Linked DNA regions of Mus musculus: region 1 is linked to region 2. The links are chromatin contacts, called in public Hi-C maps. All regions are on one chromosome and are shown on one strand. Each heading gives the region's core, a stretch centred on a gene start, on an enhancer-like site or on the middle of the called end of the contact. The rest is flanking DNA. Distances are from core to core; before and after follow the strand shown. Region 1 has its middle 260 kb from the start of Gm36406. Region 2 overlaps Mdfic (MyoD family inhibitor domain containing).

Region 1 (6,970 bases), core at 2,833-5,332, 420 kb before region 2:
CATCATCCAGTCCTGTGTTGAGAAGGCCAGACTGATTCCATGACAGGCTTCAAGTTGGCAGTTAAAGAGACTAGGCCTAAATCTCTGTTTCTGAGAACTGAGCAATTCCAGGTAAGTCCAGGCCTCAGAAGCTGCCCTGCCACTTGTCCTGAGGCAAGGACAATGGGTCCGCAGCAGGTTCCAGACCTCCTCCAGCAAGTTTCTAGCCCCCTTACCCCAGTGAGGGAATGTCCGTGGAGATGGACTCAACAGATTATCATGGAGGTCATCTACCCTCCTAGTACGCTTTAAATCAAGCCTGCAAGCTCAAGTGGGTGTCTCTCTATTCTGGTAAACGGAGAACCCAGCATGCTGGACTTCTGCAGAATAAAACATTCTGAGTTTACACACTACGTGAGTCCAGGGTATCATTCTTCAGTGAAACATGGACCCTTCTACTGTCACATTGAATTCCACCTGATCCCTAACCAAGCCCAGGCTCCCACTGGGCTTTGTTCCGTGTGTTTACTAGAGTCCTGTATAGCTGCAGTCATGACATACGTAGTCCCTGGCTTTCTTCACGTACTGTCCTGTTTTAAATCTTCATTCATGCTCTTCCTTTTGTTTTATTTAATTTTCCTCCTGTACTACGTTCATTTAACAAGATAGTCAAAGATTGTTTTGGTCACTGGTCGTGTAAATCGCTTTCAGTTTAGAGCTCAATGAGAACTGTTTGCAATAGTCTACTCTAACATAGTTCCAAGTATTGTGCTCTGAGTGGTGGATGTGAGTCTCCTGCTTCTTGTTTGTCCATCTGTCTGTTGTTTTGTTTCGTTTCATTTTGTTTGTTTTGTTTCTCAGACTTGAGCATATTTGAGGAATATAGTTAAGACAAAGATTTTCACAGACCATAGTAGAAGCTGGCATTTTTCAAGGTTTTAAAATTACATTTACTTTAGTTTTGGTGTGCCATGCATATGAACATGCGTGCATGCATGTGTGTGTGTGTGTGTGTGTGTGTTTATAAGTTTGTATGTTCACCCACATGCATGTGGTCGATGCCACAAGTATGGATGTCCATGGACAACTTGTAAGAGCTGGTTCTCTCCTCCCACTGTGTGTGTTCTGGGGAAGAAAGACATGTCATTGGGCTTAGGGGCAAGTGGCAAGTGCCACTGAACCATGTCAACAAACTCAAAGCTCACTTTATTTTTTAAAAGAGACGAATCTCCCTTAATTATTTACCTGCTTTTTCTTCTGTCCTTTTATATAGTTTATAGACAGCCATAAATTTAGTGATTTCATATTTAGATGTTAGGAGTCTGAACCTTTCATGATAATGCTGCTTCAAGGATTATTTTTCAATATTCTTTTAAATATTTAAAAGAAATAAATTTCTTTTAAATATTCCACCTTGGACTTCTCCTCCTGCTACCTGGAAAAGTTGCAAGTGTGATTCTCCACTGCTTAGCTGCAGGATGCAAAGTGCCTCATGAAAAACAAAAGCAAAGAAAACCACAAACCCAGCTTCCCCTCAATACAGCTCATAAAGAAGTTACTTCAGGATTTTGCACAACTTTGGTAGTGCCCTGTGTTTCCAAGTAATTATTTTTAATAATTTTGTCTCAATTTAAAAGTGCTATATAGAGAAGAGAAATGATCAGGCGGTATTATTAGAAGGCCTTTTTCTTCTTTTCATTTATAGAATTGGCAAAGAACTATTTAGATGTGTCATGTGAGGATTATTTTAGAGTGGAAATGTTTTATTGTGCTTCTATGCGTTGAAACTTTGTTTCCTTTTCTATAAAAACATGCCATCCCTATAATCAGAGACTAACCCACTTATTGCTACCATCCTGCAACAGCTGAAAGAACACAAACACAGTTGAGGCACTGGGGTAAATTTGAAGATATTTTTTAAGTGCTTTATTGAACATCACAATTACTTTATATAACAGTTTTACAGCTTCTTTTTTTTTTTCGTTTTTCAAGAACGATTTTACATCTTATACAAAACTATAATAGTACTCCTGAACTGCCGATAAAGGAAAACTGATAGACTACTTCAGAGGGAAATCCCAGTGTCTTCATTCAAAACTCCCTTGTGAAGAGAGAGGGTTTTCCCTCCGAAGTAGTCTATCAGTTTTCCTTTTTCGGCACTTCATGAGTACTATTATAGGACACTTTTACAAACTGCAACATAACGTAGGCTTGTGTGACTTCAATCACAGCTGACACAGTTTATTTGCTTAAGTAGCTTCCTACTGAGACTTTCTTATTTAAGGGTACAATATCCATTCTACTCTGAGTTATTTCTGAGTCAAGGGAAAAACAAAACAGAAGGACCTATTAACTGTTGCTCATCAAGACTTGACATATTTTGAAAGTGTTTTGTATTTCTAACTATTCTACCAGAAGAATAAAATGTTCGAATCCAAGCCATTCGAATACGATCACGAGCTGTAGGAGGACTGGATATTTCTCAAGGATTATGAAGTTTGGGTCAAGTCGGAGTGAGAGTTTCTTGGCATTGACGAGAGACAGTCCAGCTCTGTCTGATGCTCTTACTTCCAACCTGCTATGCTGTGGAGAGTCGGGAGGGTAGAGACAAGACTGGGGGATCACATGACCCCGTGTCAGAGTTAAATGATAACAAATATTGCTTGGAAGAAGCATGAGATTCCCCATTCAGAGACAGAAAAGGCTAAATGGAGCAAACATGTCCCTGGGTGCTTTCAATGCACTCTAAATTAAAAGCAAGACTGTGTCTGAAATTTCGTCCAGATCTATAATTCAGCAACTTGGTTCACAGCTATTTTGGCCGAAGGGAAAATTTAGAAGTAAATATCTGCTCACACTCTGCTGCCCCTACCCTCCAGAAGGCTGCTCCCCTTTTCAACTTTGGCTCTCAGTTTTCTCTTCTTTATAGTTCTCAAACATCAAGATTGCGCCTGAGCTCAGTGGGTGAAGGTACTTACTTTTAACCTAACAGCCCAGGTTTGCTGATCTCTAGAGAATCCATGTAGTGGAAAGAGAGAGCATATGCCTGCAAATTGTCCCCACCTTCCATGTGCAAAGCTACTCTTGCACACACTCACAATAAATACACAAATGTAAAACAGAAAAATAATGTAAAACCCCCCAGGGGGTCGTTCTTAAGGCATTCAGTAAAGAGATGGCTGCAGAGACTTCTCATTTCTCTCTACAATCCTTTCTCCCCATCTAGATATAACAATTTCTGAACTTTATCCACAAGCCAAATCAAATTTTGCTGCTTTCAGAGAAACTGAGACAGCATTAAGGCTATTATCAGGCCCAAATCGTGGCAAGAGGTTAAGTCACAATCTCTCCCCAGTGCACTTTCCGACTATAGAATTCAATGGAACGGAGAGCAAACAAATTCCCGAAAGAAAGCATTACTTGCCTCTAGCATGGCTTACTCCTGTATGCTGTGGCTGAACCTCTAAAACAACCTATCTTCATAGATTTTATTCAAGCAATATAAGGCTGTGTCAGGGCTATTCATCAGCCATGGCATTGGTGTGGTCGCAGAGAAAATTTTGGAAAAGGCCAAAAGCGAGACTTCTGAAAATAATGGATAGAGGAATTATTTCCAGGACCATAGCCAACAGGTGGGCTCACACAGGAAGTTTACTTAATGTCTTAGGGATTTATAATCAGGGGCATATAGTGGCTTCTTCCTCCCGCCCCCCGAGTTTAGGTTGCAATTGTATTACTTCGACTCATCATCGTATATCATGTGCTTTATTTTTAAGTCCTAGAACTGTAGGTGCTCACAGAGTCACTGCCTGTACTGGAGAGTCCTGTGCTTCCTCTAGCACATGCATCGTACAACACAAGCGACCACATTTCCCCTCAGTGAAGGTGATAGAGTTTTATGTTTATTGCTAGTTGAGTGAGCAGAGGGAGGTGCCATGAAAGGGACTTGATTGCCCTCAACATTCATTCCATCGCACTGCCTTTGATGGAACTGATAATTCTTGTAGAACTGCAGTGTTCTGGTAGAACACTCCTAGCCATCCTCACGAGAGCGTATGATTCAGATGAGCTATTTGGATAGGAGTGGATTCCATATGTGAAACTTGTGGTTGCAGCTGGGAAACAGAAGTTTCTTGCTCCTCCCTGCTCCTGCTTCATCTGTCTGCAGTGTGGGGGATGTGAAGTGAATTTTGAATGAGGAGGGATCCATCACAGGGAGGAACTTTTACAGCAGCATAGCCTGTAGCCTAAACAACATCAGCTACGCTACCTTTGATTCTGTTTCAACTCTTCACATGACATCACCCAAGTCAGTAACGTTACCTAGCTTTGGTTTCTTCATCTCTAAAAGATACAGCTGTACTCTCTACTACTTATTGTAATGATGCTTTTGAGGCAAATATATTCTAAGAAAACTAAAAGCAAGTCGGCATATACACTTTTGTATAGTTTTTGATAAATCACACCTGAAGCACTGTAAAAATGGCATAGAAACAAAATTGGGAAAACAGATGTTTCTCCGATGAAACTATTCTTTTCCCCAGAGCAATCATATACTTGTTGGGCTCTACCTTATGAATTATTCAGATTAAAAAAAAAGACTAGTAAAGCAACATGTTGATAAAACTGCTGCTCATTTATTTTTAACAGGAGCATTCTCTGTAATAGGAGAGTAATTAGGCAAGGACAAACATGCCAAGTTGATGAAATATAGTACAAACAGGTGCACATCCGCTCTGCTGTGTGCCCGGCCAGCACAGCCTTCATTAACAAGGGTGCATTCCTTTGCTCCTAACAACGGGAAACACTGGCATCACACAATGAAAGGGGGAGCGGGGCTTGGGTGCCCCTCTACATTTTCTCTTTGCAAGATCACGGAAGCCTGAACCAGCTCTTCAGCTGACAATGGGGATTTCTGCCACTCACACTCTGTATAGAGCACTTTTCATGTCTGGATTGGCCTTTGCTCCTTCAGCCCCAGGACTGGACTAGGACCTTTTTCTAGGCATCTATACTACCTTCTGGGTTTCCTTAGTTACTACCTATGTTTTTAGAAATCATCCTTTTCTAAGGTGTTGTCCTTTCCAAATTTGCTTATGATTAAAATGAGTAAACAATAAAGTCTACATTTTTTTCTACATTTTTCAAGCACAACATGATGTTTTGAAGTAGCTAAACACCGTTGAACAGCTAATTAAACATGCATTATCTCACATAGCAACAGTTCTGTGATAAAATACTTTACATCTATTGTCTTAGCACTTTTCAAGACTAATATTATCCTTAGTTTTAGTCACCATACAGTATAGCAGATCTCCTGCACTTAGATCTCCTAGTGAATGATAATTTTTAACTTTCCTAATTTTGGTGTGTTGTCTATTTTCTTCTGAAACCCTGACTGGCAATCATAGAAAATAAGATATGAGCATTATTATTATACAAAATATCTGTGTTTAAAGGTCAAATGGAAAGACAGAATTTAATGGAATACCATGCTATTGTAATTTTAGTGCAATTGAGCATATTTTCTTCCTAAAGTTATCTGCTATTGGGTTAGAATTATTTTATTTCATAAAAAAAAAGCAAAAATTGTTGCTAGGCTATTTTGTCAGGTGGATTTTCTTAGTCTTTTATACTAACTAGATAAGAATGACTCATTAACATATTGAATTTATGTAAATCACCCCAATCATCTGCTTTCTCTTCCCCTCCTAAGCCACAGAGAATTTTCAGAGGCATTTTTGGACCAGGCTGACTTGATTTTAGTCAGAGATCTGCAAGTACAGGCTACAGAGTCTGACCAATGTGCCACAGATGCTAACTGAGTGATTAGCAAGGGCTCACAGATATGTTGGAGAAACACAAAACAAACAAACAAACAAACCAAAACAATACTTAGGTGTAAGCTTCCGGGAACATGCTGTCTGCTATCAAACTGGCCAAGTTTGAAGACTTTTGTTATAAATTTCACCAAATACTATGTTTTACAAACATCTAACTTCACCTCAAATCCAACAGCTGCTCAGATCCTGCTATGTGTGATTGCCCTGAGATGGGTGGCAAGCCAAGTGGCCCTGGACCGTTTTTGGTACAGCTTCAACTGGAAGCCTAAGCTTATTCTCCAAAGCTACTTCTTATGACAGGGTGGAGCCTCACTATATGTTAGGATATAGTTCAAACAGGTTAGCAGGAAATTGATTTCCAAATTCTTTTTTTTGTGTGTGTGTGTGGGGGGGTAAGGCTTGATGCTTCTCCATCCATAACAATTTAGGACTTCCAGTCACCAGAGTGTTCTAGGACTGTGTGGTTTAAGCATGAGAAACATATTCTCCCATTTGTAAAAACTGGAATTCTAGGATCACAGTTTAATCACAGTTAGTTTCCTTTGAGGAGCTATTGGGAAACTCTTTCCCTGTGTCTTTTCTTTTTCTTTTTTCTTTTTTGTCTTTTAATTATTTTTATTTCACAAGCAGAATTTTTAAAATTCACTTTAAAAAAAAATAAATAGATTCTTCTCTCATACAGTACATTCTGACCACAGTTTCTCTTCTGTCCACTCTTCCAAGTTCCCCACACTTACCCTCTCCTCTAAATCAATTGCCCTTCCGTCACTCTTCAGGAATGAACAGGCCTCCAAGAGGCAATAGTCAAACAGAAGCAAACAAAATACAGTAAGACAAGGCAAAAGCCCTTCTTTTTTTTTTTTTGGTCTGCATTTTTTATTTATTTATTTTTTTATTACATAGTTTCCTCAATTACATTTCCAATGCTATCCCAAAAGTCCCCCATACCCTCCCCACCCACTTCCCTACCCACTCATTCCCTTTTTTTTTGGCCCTGGCATTCCCCTGTACTGGGGCATATACAGTTTGTGTGTCCAATGGGCCTCTCTTTGCAGTGATGGCCGACTAGGCCATCTTTTGATACATATGCAGCTAGAGTCAAGAGCTCCGGGGTACTGGATAGTTCATAATGTTGTTCCACCTATAGG
Region 2 (6,480 bases), core at 3,071-5,570:
GCAGAAACTAAAAGGAGATGGGCATGGTGAAGAGCTTAGGTCTCTCCATTATCTCCTAAGGTGTTCACTTTTGGCGATAACCAAACATTTTGAAAAACTTCTCTACTTTTGGTGACAAAAACATCTAAAGAAAGGTTGTGAGTCGGTTTCAGTGTTTTCACTGTGAGAGTCTGATGACTATGAGTCTGAAGACTGAGTCTGAAGACTGTGAAGCCCCATGACCTTACAAGTTTCCTGGTTTACAGAGCATCATGGGGTGGTTACTCTGACAATTCTTCTTGTCCATCTTCATCGAAATTTCCGTTTGATATTTCTTTGTTCATTTGAGATTTTCAGGATGAGATTACAGTCGTGATTTGTGAAACATGTGAAAAGTTATAAAGAAGTACTTTGTCATTAAGAAAATTGTTTTGAAGGTCCCATGTCATGCTGAATGCCTATAATCCCACCACTTAGCAGAGGGAGGATCATGAGTTAAATGCCACTCTGTGCTACATAGTGAGAAACTGTTTCAAAATTAACATAGTATTTAATTGGCAGCATTTCAGCCCTATTTAATGAATCTTCAAACAATTACCCATGTGGACCAATTTCAAAAACATTCCACTGAGAACTTAATTTCTAATTTCTATGCTAGGTAGCATGTTTAAATTCCAAGAATGAGAAAGAAAATTTCTAAACACTATTCATTTCCCTGAGCATTCCTAAACACTAGGATACTGCTTGGACATAGAGATACCTTATATATGAGTCATAAAACATGTCACGGGAAGAACTATTTGTGTGTGATAAATCTATCAAATAGAAAGCAGGAAACAATGTTCGTCCCACTGAGCATTATAACTAGAAAGTTAGGCCAAATATGGCAGGGTCGTTGCCTATAATCTTAGTATTTAGGAGACTGAGGTAGGTGGGTCGCAATGAGTTCCAGGCCAACATGGCTTCGAGGTGTGGCCTATTCTCAAATAGAAGGCAAAATAGAGAAAGTACCCAAGGTGCTGAAGGGGTCTGCAACCCTATAAGTGGAGCAACAATATGAACTAACCAGTACCCCCAGAGCTCATGTCTCTAGCTGCATATGTAGCAGAAGATGGCCTAGTTGGCCATCATTGGGAAGAGAGGCCCCTTGGTCTTGAAAAGTTTATATGCCCCAGTATAGGGGAACGCCAGGGCCAAGAAGTGGGAGTTGGTGGGTAGGGGAGCAGGGCATGGAGAGGGTATAGGAGACTTTCCGGATAGCATTTGAAATGTAAATGAAGAAAATATCCAATAAAAAATTGAAAAAAAAAGGAAATGAAATGTTCTTTGAAGTACAGAGAATAGTCAATTGATGTTTTTCTGTGGTATTATTGTTATCAATTTTTCTCTTTTAAACTGGAAACTGTATTTTGTTATTTACTAATTAAAGGAGTAATTTTTTCTTTAAAAAAAAAAGAAGACAAAATAAAACAAAAGAAATTCATTGACCGAGGGGAAAATAATGGATTTTAATCTCTACTTGTAAACACTCATTCCTTCAGAATGGAATCATCACGCCTGAAGTCCAGTGAGCAGCACACCTTTCTCAGAGGGTGTGATGTTTATCCATTTTGACTCCTATGGTTTGTTTGCATGCTGTGCAGCATCTTAGTTGATGAACACACCAGATCTGATTTACCCTCACAGATCTCTAAACATTGTGGTTGCTCCTGGAGTTCTGCTTGACTATACATTGCTTTTAGAGAAAACTGCATGCAAGTTCCCGAGAAGACACTTGCTAAATTAGTAGCTGTAGGATATTGGGGTTAGAGTTTTGCATATATTTAATATTATTGGGAAATGGAATTGAAAATTTCTCCCCAAAGCAACTGTTCCAATGTTTATTCTAACAAAGCAAGAGAGTCCACATCTCTATCAGTCATTGAAACTGTCTCACTTTACCACATGACAAGTCATTGAATTTGACATAGTTCTCCCATACACACACACACATACGGCAGAGGTGTATTTTTGTGTTTGCTAATCCAGATTGTTTTCCTTACTGTGAACTGTTCAAATTTTCTCTTCAGTGAATTGTATTTTCACTGGATTCACACTGTTCCCACGTTTGCACTTTTTCCTCATTGGTTAATATACATGTTTTATAATTCAAACTACAAGCCCATTGTGAAATGAGATAGACCACTCTGTGTATAACATATTTTAGCTAAAAGAAAGCAACAGAACGGAGAGCTGATGGAATCTTTAGACTTCAAGCATTTGAAGTGCTGAGGGCAAATCTCAGAGTAGCGGTAGGTACAGGATTATGTGGTCAAGGCAGTGAAGTGCCTCAGACAAAATGAGAAAACAAAGAAAAAACAGAAGAATTGGAACTATTACTAAGACTTGGCAGAAAAATAAACTAGTTAACTTTCAGTGTTTCTGATTTACTAAAGAGTTGACAGTACAGGTGAACCTTCAAGCTACACTGTGTTGGAGGACCGATAAACAGCCAGTCTCACTGCTGAAACAGATATAAGAGAGTGGACATGCTGAGTTAATGCCTCACTTAAAGGTATTGAATACGCAAATCTAAAATGTAGAAGTCTGTGTCCACATATATGCACAGGAGCAAAGACTTTATGAGAGAAGACCAATGGGAAGACGTGATGAAGACAGACTTCTCAGAAGACGATGCGATGCTCTTTACAGGAAAATTAAAATTCACGAAAGCTCATCATTATCTGAAAGACATGGTTCTACAGGATTTACTAGAGAACTACTGGAATTACGAAAATCAAAACCCTAAACCAAAATACCCCCAAACAACTTTGAATCCCTCTAAAATACAAATGAAGAGAAACAGTCTATTAACAAGTACCTAAAGAAGCCACAAGCCAAAATTGTAATGATTATGAAGACATCTACACAAGTCCGCTCATTCTCTACTTACTCTCCATAGAGAAGCAGAAGAATAGACCCCTACATTCTATCACATCAATTATACAATTGTGTTCTTACCTGCCAAAAGAATTCTTTTTTTTTTTTTTTTGGCTTTTTCTGAGTTGTTTTGTTTTCAGAATTCTGACTCAGCACAATGAAAAGGTTACAGACACTGAGCACAAAGATTTGTTACAGATTCCATGCTTACCGCTGTCTAGAGGAGTCAGAGACCACAAACGACTTTAAGGTGGGGGAGACATGTGAAGCCAAAATGGATTGTAAGTTTTGCATGTCTGTATGGTAGAGCATGCCAGCAAGGACCACACTAAGGAGCTAGAGGCAGGATTTCCAGAGCAGCTTTGGCTTTAGGAGAACAGTGCCCAAACCAACAAACAAAATCAACAGCAAAAGAAGAAGAAAATATCAGGTGAGATAGCACGCATTATTATGCCAAGGAAGGAGCATCCTGAATTTGAAGCCAGGCTAGGCTGTACAGAGAAGCTCTATCTATAGAAAGAAGAGAAGATAGAAGAGAAGAGAAGAGGAGAGGAGAGGAGAGGAGAGGAGAGGAGAGGAGAGGAGAGGAGAGGAGAGGAGAGGAGAGGAGAGGAGAAGAGAAGAGAAGAGAAGAGAAGAGAAGAGAAGAGAAGAGAAGAGAAGAGAAGAGAAGAGAAGAGAAGAGAAGAGAAGAGAAGGAGGGAAAGACAAGACAAGAAAAGAAAAGAAAAAAAAAACAAAATAAAACAAAACAAAACAAAATTAAACAAAAAATCTAAAATAAACAAACCAAATTTGGGAAGAAGAGTAGAGAAACAAAGTTTAAAAAAGATGAGCTCTCTGCCTGTATGTGGTTCACTGTCAAAGAAAAAAATTCCTTTTCCCTAGGTCCTTGAGGTTTTCAGTTTTTATGGGTTTTATTTAGTCATGATTTGTAGTTTTTACCAAAACTGTTTAACCTTTAAGAAGCCAACTGGGTTCTGGGAAGGATGCCTAGCCTAAACTGGGCCAAGCAAGAATTGCGCAATTCAGGGTACTGAGAGGAGGACTCAGCTCAAGACCAACAGCTACTGTAACTTTAGGAAAAACAAAGGAACAGGGCAGCAGGAAAGAGCTTAGAAGAACACATCAAAATAAATCATTAGCAGGACGTTTGACTTTAAAAGCATCATCAAATCAAAGAAAAACATTCTCTTAGGAATTATTGCTGTCACAGTCCCAAGCCAAGGTCGACACTGGTAAGCCTGAGCTGCAGCCCATCTGAGGGGCTTGCAGCCCCAACCCATGCTGAAAGTAACAACCCAAAGGAGAAATAACCCCTTAGCCACTGGGGGAATTGTCTGTGACTGATCTCAGGAACTCTGTTTTGTTGAAAATGAAACTGAAGGTTTTGTCCGGGAGAACAGCCAGTTTATAATGAAAGTATCGCAGACCAGTATGTTGCCAAACTTACTAGGAAATATCGACATCAGCGAGGCAGTTTGATCGAGCCAAGACTTCATCAAGTGCCATCAAGAGACAATTTGAATGATACACTCAAGTCTATGATAGACAAGTCTTTTTCTTTCTTCCTTTCATTTCTTCCTCATGAGATGCAGTACGACAGGTACTCTTAATTTCTTGGAACAAAGATATGCGATACAGGAAGTAGAATACAAGAACAGGCAGAGAGCAGAGAATTCTCAGAATTGCCCACAACCCATTTTTTGAGTGAAGAATGATGTGTGTGCCTCTTATCTTGACTAATCTGGAGTAATGTTTCCTATGACTTAAAGTGCTTGAACACTATTTTCCTTTCTGGGTAACGAGTATGTAAACGAGAGAGTGAGAAGCAAAAAGATCCATTAGCACTTGACGAACCCAGGGAAGCAATGCTGGGTCAGAACTTGCAGAGGGATACACCATTAGTGTTTGAGAACACTGCTTTGAGATCAGTTTTACCATCAGGGTAAAGAGTGCCCAGAGTTACTCACACATCTCTCTGCTGAGGGGTGGTGTACACTGCACTGGGGCAGGGCCTGACAGGGGAGTGCATTTCTGATATTACATCACTGACCCCAGAAACTTCATCCCTGCCTTTGTTGTTTCTTAATAGAGAATGGAAAAGCAGGCCAGAGGTACGTTTGACTTATTCGGAGTCGAAGCTACAATGACTGAATGTGTCTACCCTTTGCAAAAATCCAGCTGGTAGGGCCTGACACAAGTATCTCCCCAGGAGTTCTGCTTTTCAAGTGCATGTAGTGTGCGTGGGTGAGGCATATTTATGAATTCTGCACAGTAGCTCAGCTGCAGGCAAATGCCTGACTCAAGACAGGGGCTGTGCAGCACTCCTGGCCCCCAGCCGTTGACTGACCACCTGTCTGAGAAACAGGCCCAGAGGTCACCGCCTACACAGAGCCTCTGGCACATGGCGGTCCCTAAGGCTCTGGGCCATGGCTAGAAAACAGAGGCAACATTTTCCTAATGGAGGGGAAAGAGAGCTAGGTCAGGAGGTTTTTCAAAAGAAAGTTTGAGAAGAGTTATATTTTCCATGCAGAGCTGACTTTGGGGAAATGAACAATCGTCTTCATTATCATCTTTCTCCTTTACAAATTCAGAAGAGTATTAGAAAAAGAAACACCCTGACCTCCTGCACCCACGAAGGGACACCTCAGTAGCTTCCCTGCCCCATACCCAAGCCCTGGAACCCACATGGTCCAATGGAAAGGTTACTGTACGGCAAAGACAGATAGCCTGACCTGTCGTTCCCCCCACCCCCTCTTTATTCTGTTGCCAGCATTGTACACAGCTAATGCATTCAGTATTCCAAACTGCTAGATTTGATCCAGAACTTGGTCTCAACTACAGCACTAGTCCAAGAACTCTGTTTGAAGGAACTTTTTACAGTCTAGGAAGGCAATGTTTATATCAGAGGAACTATTGTTTCACAGAAGTTTAACACAGAAATCTGAAGAGGCAATGGCATTTCAAGTGTTAGATAGTCTCTATAAATCACTACATTTTCATTTTCTATTTATTGAGTACAGTATATGATGTGCATTTGAGTAAAGGTGAGCTCTCTCTCTCTCTCTCTCTCTCTCTCTCTCTCTCTCTCTCTCTCTCTCTCTCATTTTGGCACAGTGTGCACTGAGGTCAGAGGGCAGCTTACTGGGATCTTTCTCTCCTTTTAGCATGTGGGTTCTGGGAGTTAAACTAAGGTCACCAGGCTCAGAGGCACCCCACCTTTGGGCCTTGAGTCATGTTTCTGCCTCACAGGCACTTGCCTAGAATATTTTACATGTAAAGTTAATTCGATATCTGACTTGAGAGTGGCTAAAATATCAGTGATGATGCAAATTATAGCAAGATATTTAAGATGGCAAATCTGATAGAATGCCACTGTCCCCGGAGACGTGATGAACACTAAACGAATATGGAATTAACAGATGACACTTGCTAAGTACTAGCCGTGTGATGGCTGTGATGATAGTGGTGTGTTGATTGTGGGGGTGGTGGGAGTTGTGGTAGTAGTGCCCGATGGGGTGGGGGAATGATAGCATCAAAATATGGTTCCAGGAGGACTATAACTCTCCTCCTATGTCC

What was found. A called contact is a pair of places that touch in the nucleus more often than the background predicts.
Region 1: a Hi-C map of muscle stem cells shows a contact between it and region 2, with 2.6 times the contacts expected there. The contact joins two enhancer-like sites. A contact is called at or near these places in 8 of 484 Hi-C or Micro-C datasets (the HL-1 cell line, Th1 cells, cerebral cortex and 5 more) and 1 of 115 datasets of contacts at active chromatin or transcription factors (heart atrium).

The regions. Positions count from the first base shown.
Region 1 is chr6:16,211,018-16,217,987 of GRCm38.p6, reverse strand. No RefSeq gene overlaps it. Among named protein-coding and RNA genes, the nearest start is that of Gm36406, 260 kb to the left of the region's middle. Within about 2 kb of position 4,082, at least 21 of the 459 cell types and tissues checked have an H3K27ac peak or open chromatin away from gene starts, as enhancers often do. A contact at or near this core is called in muscle stem cells and neural progenitor cells, where this site is marked.
Region 2 is chr6:15,791,586-15,798,065 of GRCm38.p6, reverse strand. The region is part of intron 4 of Mdfic (MyoD family inhibitor domain containing); the gene reads right to left. Among named protein-coding and RNA genes, the nearest start is that of Mdfic, 74 kb to the right of the region's middle. Within about 2 kb of position 4,320, at least 138 of the 459 cell types and tissues checked have an H3K27ac peak or open chromatin away from gene starts, as enhancers often do. A contact at or near this core is called in muscle stem cells and neural progenitor cells, where this site is marked.